Regions from separate parts of the Mus musculus genome. Here regions 2 and 3 are each linked to region 1. Evidence: chromatin contacts called from public HiChIP or PLAC-seq and promoter capture Hi-C data. All regions are on one chromosome and are shown on one strand. The core of a region is the stretch at or near the end of the contact, and the rest is flanking DNA. Distances in the headings are between cores, read along the strand shown. Region 1 holds the start of Emp2 (epithelial membrane protein 2). Region 2 holds the start of Litaf (LPS-induced TN factor). Region 3 holds the start of Rmi2 (RecQ mediated genome instability 2).

Region 1 (3,335 bases), core at 527-3,026:
CTGTCATTGTTAGCTCAGCTGTCATCTTGACACAAACTCAGAGACACCTGGGAGAAGGAGACAGAGATTGAACAATTGCCTCCATCAGACTGGTCTGTGGGTATGGTGGTGGTGCATTTTCCTGACCACCATGTGGGCATGGCCATCCCTGGGTCCTTTCCCAGGTCCAGGTGGGCCTGGACTATATACGGTACTGAGCAAGTCAAAGGCCATAGTCATCAGCCTTCCTCCACAGTCTGCACCAGCTCCTGCCCCAGGTTCCCACCTGAGCTCTGCTTTTCCTGAAGTGTGAGGTGCAACCAATCCTTTCTTCTCTGAGTTGTTTTTGGACCTGGTGTTTATCACAGCAGCAGGGGCAGAGGATAATAAGGACACTTGCCACTAGATGTGAGGACCTGAGTTCTCTCCTCAGGATCTATACAGTGGAAGGTTCTCTCTGCTCTCCATGTGTGCTCTCCATACACACAAGCAAATAAGTAAGTGAACAAATGTAATTAAAAAAATACTGAAAACAGAAATAACTGATGTGGCAAGAAGGCTCTGACAGGTGAAGGCACTTGCTGTCCAAGCCTGGTGGCCTGGTGATCCTCAGGAGCATTGCCAAGAAGGAAGGAGAAAATCAGCTCTTCAAAGTGCATGCGCGCGTGCACACACACACACACACACAGAGAGAGGGGGGGGGGAGAGAGAGTGAGGAGAGAGAGAGAGAGGAGAGAGAGAGGGGGAGAGAGAGAGAGTGAGGAGAGAGAGAGGGGGGGAGAGAGAGAGAGAGAGAGAGAGGAGAGAGAGGAGAGAGAGGGGAGAGAGAGAGAGGAGAGAGAGGAGAGAGGGGGGGAGAGAGAGAGAGAGGAGAGAGAGAGGGGAGAGAGAGAGAGAGGAGAGAGAGGAGAGGGGGGGGAGAGAGAGAGTGAGGAGAGAGAGGGGGGGGAGAGAGAGGAGAGAGAGGGGAGAGAGAGAGAGAGAGGAGAGAGAGGAGAGGGGGGGAGAGAGAGAGGAGGGGAGAGGGGAGAGAGAGAGAGGAGAGAGGAGAGGGGGGAGAGAGAGAGAGAGAGGAGAGAGAGGAGAGAGGGGAGAGAGAGAGAGAGAGGAGAGAGAGGAGAGAGAGGAGAGAGGGGGGAGAGAGAGAGAGAGAGAGGAGAGAGAGGAGAGAGGGGAGAGAGGGGAGAGAGAGAGAGAGAGGAGAGAGAGGAGAGAGAGAGGGGAGAGAGAGAGAGAGAGAGAGAGAGAGAGAGAGATTAAAAGTGCTTAAGAAAAGAAAAAGAGAAAGCAAGGATACAATGCCCAATTGAGATCACAACTTGGATCCTCTATATCAAACTTCTCAGGCCTGGCCAGGCTTGAAGGAATCTTAAGACTGGTCCTTATGGTGGTCTTACTTCGGGGAAGGAATTGATTTTTCAGTTATGGCTTGGCTCATATCAACTCAGCCTCTCCAGGAGGCACCGAGTGTGGCCTTTAGGCCTCAGGACAAGGTCCCGCCACGCCTTCCTTTTCTATCATAGGAAACTGAGGCAGGAGAGATTAACAACCAGCTAAATTAGTAAGAGACAGAGAGGGCTGCTCGGAAAGAAGTGGAAATCTCAGGGTCCTGACCCTGCAGTCAGGAGAAGAGGGGCGGCAGAGATGAGAAGGGCAGCGATGATCCCAGCAGGAGACTTCCAGCTCCCTCGAACTTTACAGAGTGCTGCTGGACGGCCCAGCAAGGGGAGGTGGGGGGGGGGGGGGCGCCCGGCCTCCCGTGGTCCCGCCCCCTGGATCGGCGGCTCCTGACATCACGGGCGGGCAGGGAGGCGGGCTAGGGAGAGGGCGGCAGGGAGGAGGCTCGGCAGCCCGGAGGGCGGAGGACGCCGCGCAGTCCCAGCCCCAAGCTTCAAAACAGCCGGCGCCTCGCCCCACGCGCAGCCCGCCACTGTGTCCAGACGCCCGTGCCCGGTGAGTTGGGGGCGCGACAAGGGACTGCGGTGACGTCGGGGTTCCGGAATGACAGGGAGCAGTGTGCCCTCTTTAGGAATCGGGACAGGCCAGGGGATCCGTGCTTGACGGGGAAGGGTTGGGGTGCGGTTCGTGCGGCAGTCCCGTTGCTCCTTCTCCAGATTTCTGTGGCGCAGACCTTCCCTTTGGTGCCCCCCAAGGCCACCCTGCCACCCCTGGGTGGCATTCGCCACCTTTTGCGTCCAAGTGGGCGGGAAAAGTCTGGGAAAGAGTCAGGGCGGATCCCCTCTCCACCATCGCTGGCCCAAAGCTCTGAACTCCAGAGTAGCCCACTTGTTGCCTGTTGTACTCAGCGTCTGATTCCCAAGCAGTACCAATCAGACAGGACCTGGTCCTCGGGTCCCTGAGGGCCGCGCACTCCTCCGGGTCTGGGCTCCGTGGCGCCCCACAGCGGCGAGGGGGCAGCTTCCTTGGGTTCTTAACGGTGTCCCAGCCTGGGGGGTAAGCTCCAAGGATGGCCCCCCTGCCTGCTCTTGACTACTGTGGCAGATCTGTGGGCTTTAAAGGGAAGAAGGGATGGCACCCATGATTCCACGGGAAAAGGAGGTATAACTGAGTGTGCATGCCAAGCTTGGAGAAGGACTGAAGCATCTAGGTTCAGTTCAGGAGGGTCCCACTACTATGAGGCATCTAGAACCTACAAGTTCAAAGGCAATCCAGAGTGGGTGGTGATCATTGCCAGGCGATGGAGATGGCTGGGATTTTGGACTATTTAACAGGTACAGATTTAATTGCGGATGATGGAACGTTTTGAGTATAGATAGTAGTGGGCGTCACTCAACATTGCTGGTTCATTTCAGGCCATGTGCTTGTAGAATTACAAATGGTTTACATCATAAATGCTGTGCTCTTACCACAATGAGAGGCACAAAAGACGCCTCTAGCCGCCTCTGCTTGAGCATTCCGAATCAGAGAGAAATTCCAAAACCTAGACATGGAGGCTGACCACCTCTCCCTGGAATGTCACTTTCAAATAATGTAAGGGGTTCAGTAGGATGGATCCATGCAGGTTACAGGAGAGACCCAAGGGAAGAGAATGTGGAAGGCCAATGGGAGTATGCATTGGGCTTCTCCCGCCTCCTCCCAGAAAGCCTTATTCTGGGAGACACCTGGCCTAGAGACCTGGCAGAGTTAGCTACTCAAGGCTGTGAAGCCACACCTTCACCCTGTCTTCCCCGTGACTCCACTCATTCCCACCAGGAGATACCTCAGTGGGCTGCAGGAAATGGGGAGAGACCTTGTAAGAGGTGTGGGTCCCCTGCAAGGTATTGGGCAGATAGATACCCGGCCCACAGCCCAGGGAGGCACTAGGGGTGGCCAGAAAGTGCAGAACCTGTTTTTCC
Region 2 (3,335 bases), core at 602-3,101, 680 kb before region 1:
TCTCCGGGCCATGGTGGCAAGCAACAGTAAATTCTTTTGTTAGGTTTGGATACCTCTTACTCTTTGGCACACACATATGGTACTTTACATATCCACTGATCTGTTGACCACTTGGGTTTTTATTTTCTTCAGCTTTGGTGAACAGCAGGGCCCACAGCAGTCTTGTACAGACTTACACGTTGGAACACTTGTTTTCAGTTGTGTGTGCCACCTGGAATCAGAACAGCAGCTGCACCCTCTCACGTGTACCAGCAGTGCACCAGGGAGAGCATTTCTTCCCTTCCCTTCCAACGTTATTACACATAAGCACACATGCACAGATGCGTGTAGACAGGCCAGAGGCCAATGTCACATGACTTTTTCAATTGTTCTCTGTGTTTATTTTTTTAATTAAAAAAAATTTAAGGGAGAGCTTGAACCCAGTCTGTATCCCAACTACTCGTCCCATACCACACATTAAGCATTTGAGGTACCCATGTTTGGGGAAACCCTAGGAACAGCATGTGAGGAATACAATGGATAAGCCTCACCCAGGGAAAAGCAATTACATGACCATAATATGGTATTTCCTTTGCCAGGTGTGCTCCATTATACTTTTTGGTATAGAATCTCAATTGAACCAAGGCTCTCCAGTTCTGTAGTCTGGCTGCCAGCAAACAACAGGGATCTTCCTATCTCTCCCATCCCAGCACCGAAATTACAGAGGAGGATTTAGGAGGCAGGGCCTATCTGCTAAGGGTGGCCATTGAAGGTTAACTCTATTCCTTGTCTCTGATCACTCCCTCTTCTCCAGCCTGGTCTACTGTAATGTGAGTAGCATCGGCATAGCTTCAGCTGCCATAATCTCAACAGCTTTGCCAAATCTTTCCCACGGAGATGGACTGAAACCCTCTCACACTGTGACCCAAAATAAACCTTTTCTTCCTGCAGCCTTTTCTGTCTGCTACTGTGCTCACATTAAAGCAAGGGGATAAAATGTAAGCCATGCATGGTAACATACACTTTTAGCCTCAGCACTAAGGAGACAGAAGCAAGCAGATCTCTGTGAATTCAAGGCCGGGTGGGGCTACACAGTGAAACACTACTGTGAGCTTGTGTGCGCTCACGTGTGCGTGCACCCCCCCACCCCCCCCACACATGTACGTTGTAAGAATGTTTTTTTTTTTTTGTATGTGTGGGATGAGTTGAGACAGGGTCTCATTGTGTATCTGAGGTTGGCTTCAAACTTCCTATGTCTCTCAGATTAGCCACATTTTTTTTGAGAAACTGTTCAGCCGTAAAATGTGCTGGGCTTGTGGCACTATACTCATTTATGGGCCGCTGGGTATGAACCCTGTTTTCATGCATGCTAATGTTAGCCCTCTAACAGCTGAACTGCAGTCTGGCTAGTTTTTGTTTTTTTGAGACTGGTCTCACTATAAAGCCTTAGCTTGCCTGGAACTGTTTTAGATCAGGCCGATCTTGAATATACGCCTCTACCCTCAGTACTGTTCATCATATAATTTTATTCAAATTATAAACTTTCATCAGCTACATAACATACAAATGTTGTCTCCCATTCTGTAGGTTGTCTTTATGCCTTGACTTTGGTGGAGGTGTAGTTGTGGCTGTTAGAAACAAAGAATAATCTCTCCCCTCCCTCTCCCAGGCCTCGCGGCTCCAGAGTCCGCCTCCCGCCCGACCTTTTGGCCCCGCCTCCGCGCGCCCCGCCTCTCGCCAGCCCACTCAGGTCGTAGCTTCATCCCTACTCCTCCTGCCTCAAGGCTGTTACTCCTCCCCTCCTAGACCCCACCCCATCTGGCCCTTTCCAGCAAGCCACGCCCCGAAACATCTCCGCCCCCGGCTCGCCCTGCCTCCCCGGAGCCCTCCCGGCCCGCGCGCGCGGCCAGAGCAGACCTCCCGGCTCGACTGGCGGCGCGGGCAGCGGTGAGTGCGGCCCTGCTGGGTGCCCGGTGGGGAACACCAGATTCGGGGCGCTGGGCACGGGGCGGCAACAGAGGCGAGGGTCGGGCTTTGCCACCTGCCTAGAGTCCCGGGGCACCGCGCTCTCCTTGGGGGGCGAGCAGGGATGTCGTGGGACCCGGGGTGGCGCGCTCTGGGCGGGATTGAGGGCGAGGGGTCCCAGCAGTGCGGTTGTGTTTGGTTCTCAGTCTCGGACTACCCAGCTTCCGTCCGAACCTCACCAAATGATGCCCCTCGGGCTTATAGGAAAAGGCGCGACTTTCTCTAGTAACCTTTAGTATCTAAGTTGCGATTTGGAGAACGCCCCTGTGTGTACTCTGAAAGCAAAAGCGAATAGAGAAAAAGTAGAGTAACTTTCCAGATGCTCTTTAGCTGTTCCGGGCCCACGCGTCTTTTGCTCTTATCCCTGTGAGTTTCACACGGGTTCCCAGACCGGTGCGAGCGTATCGGAGAGCAGGGGAACTTCAGGATCGCGGAGTCTAGAGCCCAGGCGAAGGAGGACGTGACCCCCGCCTGTCCTGCCAGCCCAGTTCTTACTTCCCAGTGGTTTCCAGGTCCGTGTGGGTCTAGACGGTGCTTTTGATCGTCATTCGGTATCGTGCCCCCAGCTTTCCGTTGAGGTTTAAGAGGAAGAGGTGAGGAGAGCATGGGTGTGTTTTAGAAAGGGTCGTTTGGACATTCCCTACCTAATACTTTGTCGGGTTTGTGCTTCCGGAGAGTGAAGCTGATGTCATTCTCTGTTGGACTGAGCGGTAGTCATTGGGAAATAGTTTGTGGAAGTCACGGGGCTCTCTAAGCTCATCCCCTTTTTGCTGTTTTGAGACGGTCTTAGATAGTCCAGGCTAGCATCCCAACTCCATATGTAGCTGAGGCTGGTCCTGGACTTTTCTGCCTCCACAGTGTTGAAATTACAGGGTTGTGCCACTGAGCCGCTCCTCCAGCCTTTTCTGAATTAAACCGTCCTCCCCTGAGTGAGCTGAAGCTGGTTCAGGGACTCCTGGACTCCATATTGGAGTCCTTTGAAGGAAAATCATTTCTACCACTAGGTGCTTGCCTCCTCTTCTGCCCTCCGCTCCAGCCTTCTCAGATTGGCTCTTTTAAAGTAGAACTAATGCAGAGAGAAAGGAGCTGAGTGGTATCACTAATTCCTCCAGCGATTGGCTTTATCAGTTGGATCAGGATCCAGAGGGTGTGTCGCTTGCCTTGCCTGACCTAGAATAACACCCATACTTCATCTTCTCAGCCAATCCTTGTTCTGCCTTCTAAAGGTGTTCAGGCCAGCTCAGAAATATTTGTTGTAGATCTACTTACTGTGGGAGAGGCCCATTGTCCTCCTTCCTATTCCACTAAAGGCATTAATAATGAATGGTTTT
Region 3 (3,335 bases), core at 581-3,080, 520 kb before region 1:
TGTAAACCCAGGACATCCAGGGTTACACAGAGAAACTCTGTCTTGGAAAAAAAAAAAAAAATAGCCTAGGTCAGAGACCCTGACTCTGCCTCTAGACAGAATTCAAGACTTTCTGAGCAGGAAGCATTCTTTAGAGAGGCAGGGCTGATTTTTACAGAGAAGGAAGCCATGGAAAGGCAGGCCTGCTGAATCTGTAGGCTTCCTTTAGAAGTCTCCTGGAGCCTGTGTTGAAGCTTCAGAGTCAAGTATAGGCAGGCCTTGTCTATCTGGGTCACAGGTGCAACCACGCAGTTCACGAGGCCCTGTGTATGATATGTGTTTCCTAATGAGATGAGGCTCCAGGTACCTGATGCCGGTCTCAGAACATCTGCTTCTCAGAACACACAAGTGCCAGGCATTGGACCAGATGCTAGAGTCAAGCTATCAGAACCACAGTGCAAGAACTGCAGTAGCTCAAAGGGCAGCCTCAAACCCTGCAATATCAGCATCTCCTTAGAGGGTATTAGAAACAACTCTTAAGACTCAGAAAACCTGCTGGGCGTGGTGGCACATGCCTTTAATCCCAGTACTAGGGAGACAGAGGTAGGTGGATTTCTGAGTTCGAGGTCAGCCTGGTCTACAAAGTGAGTTCCAGGACAGCCAGGGCTATACAGAGAAACCCTGTCTCGAAAAAACAAACAAACAAACAAACAAACAAAAATATGAGTACAGACTTAGGGCTGGGATTGCTTGCGTAGCATGCACAAAGCCCCCAGTTTGATTCCCAGCAGCGTATGAACCAGATGGAGCAGCATATGCCTAGAATCCTAGCACTCAGGAGATGGAAGCAGGAAGCCCGGGTGTCCAAGCTACACAATGAATTTTAGGTCAGTCTAGGCTAGACACTGCCTTAAAAACACACACACACACACACACACACACACACACACACACACACAGAGAAAAAGACAAGCAGACATTTCCTGAGAAATTATTTTCAAAACATACGGGGAAAAATGAGAAAAACATCTACAGGGATAGAACTGTGACACAGAATTGCAAGGCTCAAAACTGGGAAGGTGGGATAGCCTCGGGAACCTACAGGCGTTTTAGTAGATGTACTTGTTTACTATTCTCGCTGTCTGGGTTAAACCCAAGGACTCATCAATGTTAGGAAGTGCTCCCACCCCAGGCCCTCTTTACTTTTTGTTCTGAGACAGGCTCTCACTGAGTTGCCTTACGTTGGCCTTAAACTCACTTCGTAGCTCAGTCAGGCTTTGAACTTTGCCATCCTCCTGCCTCAGACTCCTAGTATTGGGATGGAAGATGTGTACCTCCAGGCCCGGCTGGAACCTACATCTTAGAAAGCGGGGATAGGTGTTGCTGTCATCCAAGAGGATGGGTGGGGAGTCACTTGACAGGGGCTGGGCCAGGAAGGAGGGCTAGAGCCTGGAGGTGGGACCGCCCCGCCCCGCCCCGCCCCGGGGAGGACCTGCAGAGCCGGTCCCGCCCACGTTACCTGGGAGGAGGCAGGGCCGGCCGCGTGGTACGCGCTCCAGGCCGCGCACAGAGAAGGCTCCGCTCGAGTCGCGCAGCCGGGCCTGGCCGCCTTCCGCCGCCAGCACGGTACCCTGCATCCACACGGCCACCAGCTCCAGCGGAGCGCGGCCCACCGCCGCCCGCGACAGCCGCCACGCGCCCGGGCCACCCTCTGCGTGCCGCCGCAGCTGTCCTGCCAGTACCTTGAGTGGCGGCAAGCGCGGCAGCCGCACGGCCCCGGGGCCACCGGAGGACAGCGACTCGGACGCCGCAGCCGCCATGCTGCGCCACCACCGCTTTCCCGCCAACTCTGACGGACGGCGGGGGTTTGGCGAGCGGCAGCCAATCAAGAGCGCGCCTGCCCGAGGCAGCCAATGGATGGGGGCGGGACAGCCGCGTAACCGCCAGAAGCTGAAAGATTCAACTGAATTAAATAGAAAATAGATACGCTAACAAATGCAGGGAGATACGGAATTTCCTCTCCTAAGGAAGAGCAACGATTTAAGCCATATGTCTCCGTTCCAGTTTACTAAAAAATAAGACGCACTCAACAGTAGTTGTAGATGATCGATTAATTTTAAGAGCCGAAATAAAATGTGCACCCTTAGCAAAACATTACCACACGAAAAGCCGAGATGCAAGTAGATCCCTTGGACCTTTTTGATACGAAATCACATCTACACACAGGAGAGAGAGTTCCAGAGGAATAGTTTAAGCATGGCCCCAAACACAAATTTATGAATGGATTGGTTGTACTCTTTTAATACCTCAGAGATGACGCTGAATATGCGCTGCGCTGGTAACTTTGGTTAAGATATCAAGCATCTTTAGAAATTGGTCTTGTGCCCAGACTACACACACACACACACACACACACACACACACACACACAGTATTCCTGAAATTATAAGAGTTTTATCAGGGGAAATCTTTAAAAAGAAAATAAATACACTTATTTGAATTTAACGATTAAAAAAGTATCAAAACAAATTTTGGTGGTTCACACCTATTTAACTCTAGCACTCACCAGGGCTGGAAGATGAGTTCAAGGTCATCTTTAGCCACAGAGTGAATTGGAGTCCAACCTGGTATACAAGAGCCCTTCCTGGAAACACCATAACAAGTAAATTAAACAATTTCCTCTTTCAGTTCGGGATATTGCTCTATAGGAGAGTGTTTACCTAGCAAGAATGCTCACCAGGCAAAATCACTTGCCACCAAATCTGATATCAGATCAGAGTTCCATTCCCAAAACCCATGTGAGAATTAACTCCCATAAATTGTTCTCTGACTTCCACAAGTGCGCTGCGGCACACGTGCATCCTGGTAAGTTATTCTCTGCTGGTGAAATGAGTCAATTCAAGCCAAATCGAAGTACGCAAAGGCAGGCTTATGGGGAAGCCGCTCTTGGGTCGGTTCTCTGGTCCCAAGGAAGGAGGCCAGGGAAGTCGACATGGGGAGGAAGACAGAGGGGAGGGGGTAGAGAAAGAGTGTGCATGTGCTGGGAGAGAGAGAGAGAGAGAATGCAGAGAGGGAGAGAGAGAGAATGCAGAGAGGGAGAGAGAGAGAATGCAGAGAGGGAGAGAGAGAGAATGCAGAGAGGGAGAGAGAGACAGGTGGGTATACAAGGTGCAAGGTAGGAACTAAGGGATGCTGGAAGGATGGGAGAACCTGGAGATGAAGTCCACTTTGGTTTGTAAAAAATGCACCTCAGCTGTTTGTCCCAAGTCTGAATCCTAACTCTTCCCACTACACACACACAGTAAATAAATGCAAAATATCTTTAAAAACACAAACAAACAAACAAAACTTGCCAC

Evidence for each region. Promoter capture Hi-C pulls out the DNA fragments that hold promoters and counts their contacts. HiChIP or PLAC-seq counts read pairs in DNA pulled down with a chosen protein or histone mark.
Region 2: a FOXA1 HiChIP or PLAC-seq map of pancreatic cancer cells shows a contact between it and region 1. The contact joins the promoter of Litaf here to the promoter of Emp2 in region 1.
Region 3: a promoter capture Hi-C map of embryonic stem cells shows a contact between it and region 1, with 2.3 times the contacts expected there. The contact joins the promoter of Rmi2 here to the promoter of Emp2 in region 1. A contact is called at or near these places in 4 of 39 promoter capture datasets (embryonic stem cells and stem cell-derived epiblast-like cells).

The regions. Positions count from the first base shown.
Region 1 is chr16:10,312,409-10,315,743 of GRCm38.p6, reverse strand. It overlaps Emp2 (epithelial membrane protein 2), which reads left to right and starts at 1,776. Exons shown (of 5, transcript NM_007929.2): 1 at 1,776-1,932.
Region 2 is chr16:10,991,637-10,994,971 of GRCm38.p6, reverse strand. Litaf (LPS-induced TN factor) reads left to right here and starts at 1,851. Exons shown (of 4, transcript NM_019980.2): 1 at 1,851-1,926.
Region 3 is chr16:10,833,554-10,836,888 of GRCm38.p6, reverse strand. Rmi2 (RecQ mediated genome instability 2) reads right to left here and starts at 1,830. Exons shown (of 2, transcript NM_001162932.1): 1 at 1,499-1,830. The coding sequence starts at 1,799. It also overlaps the pseudogene Gm17913.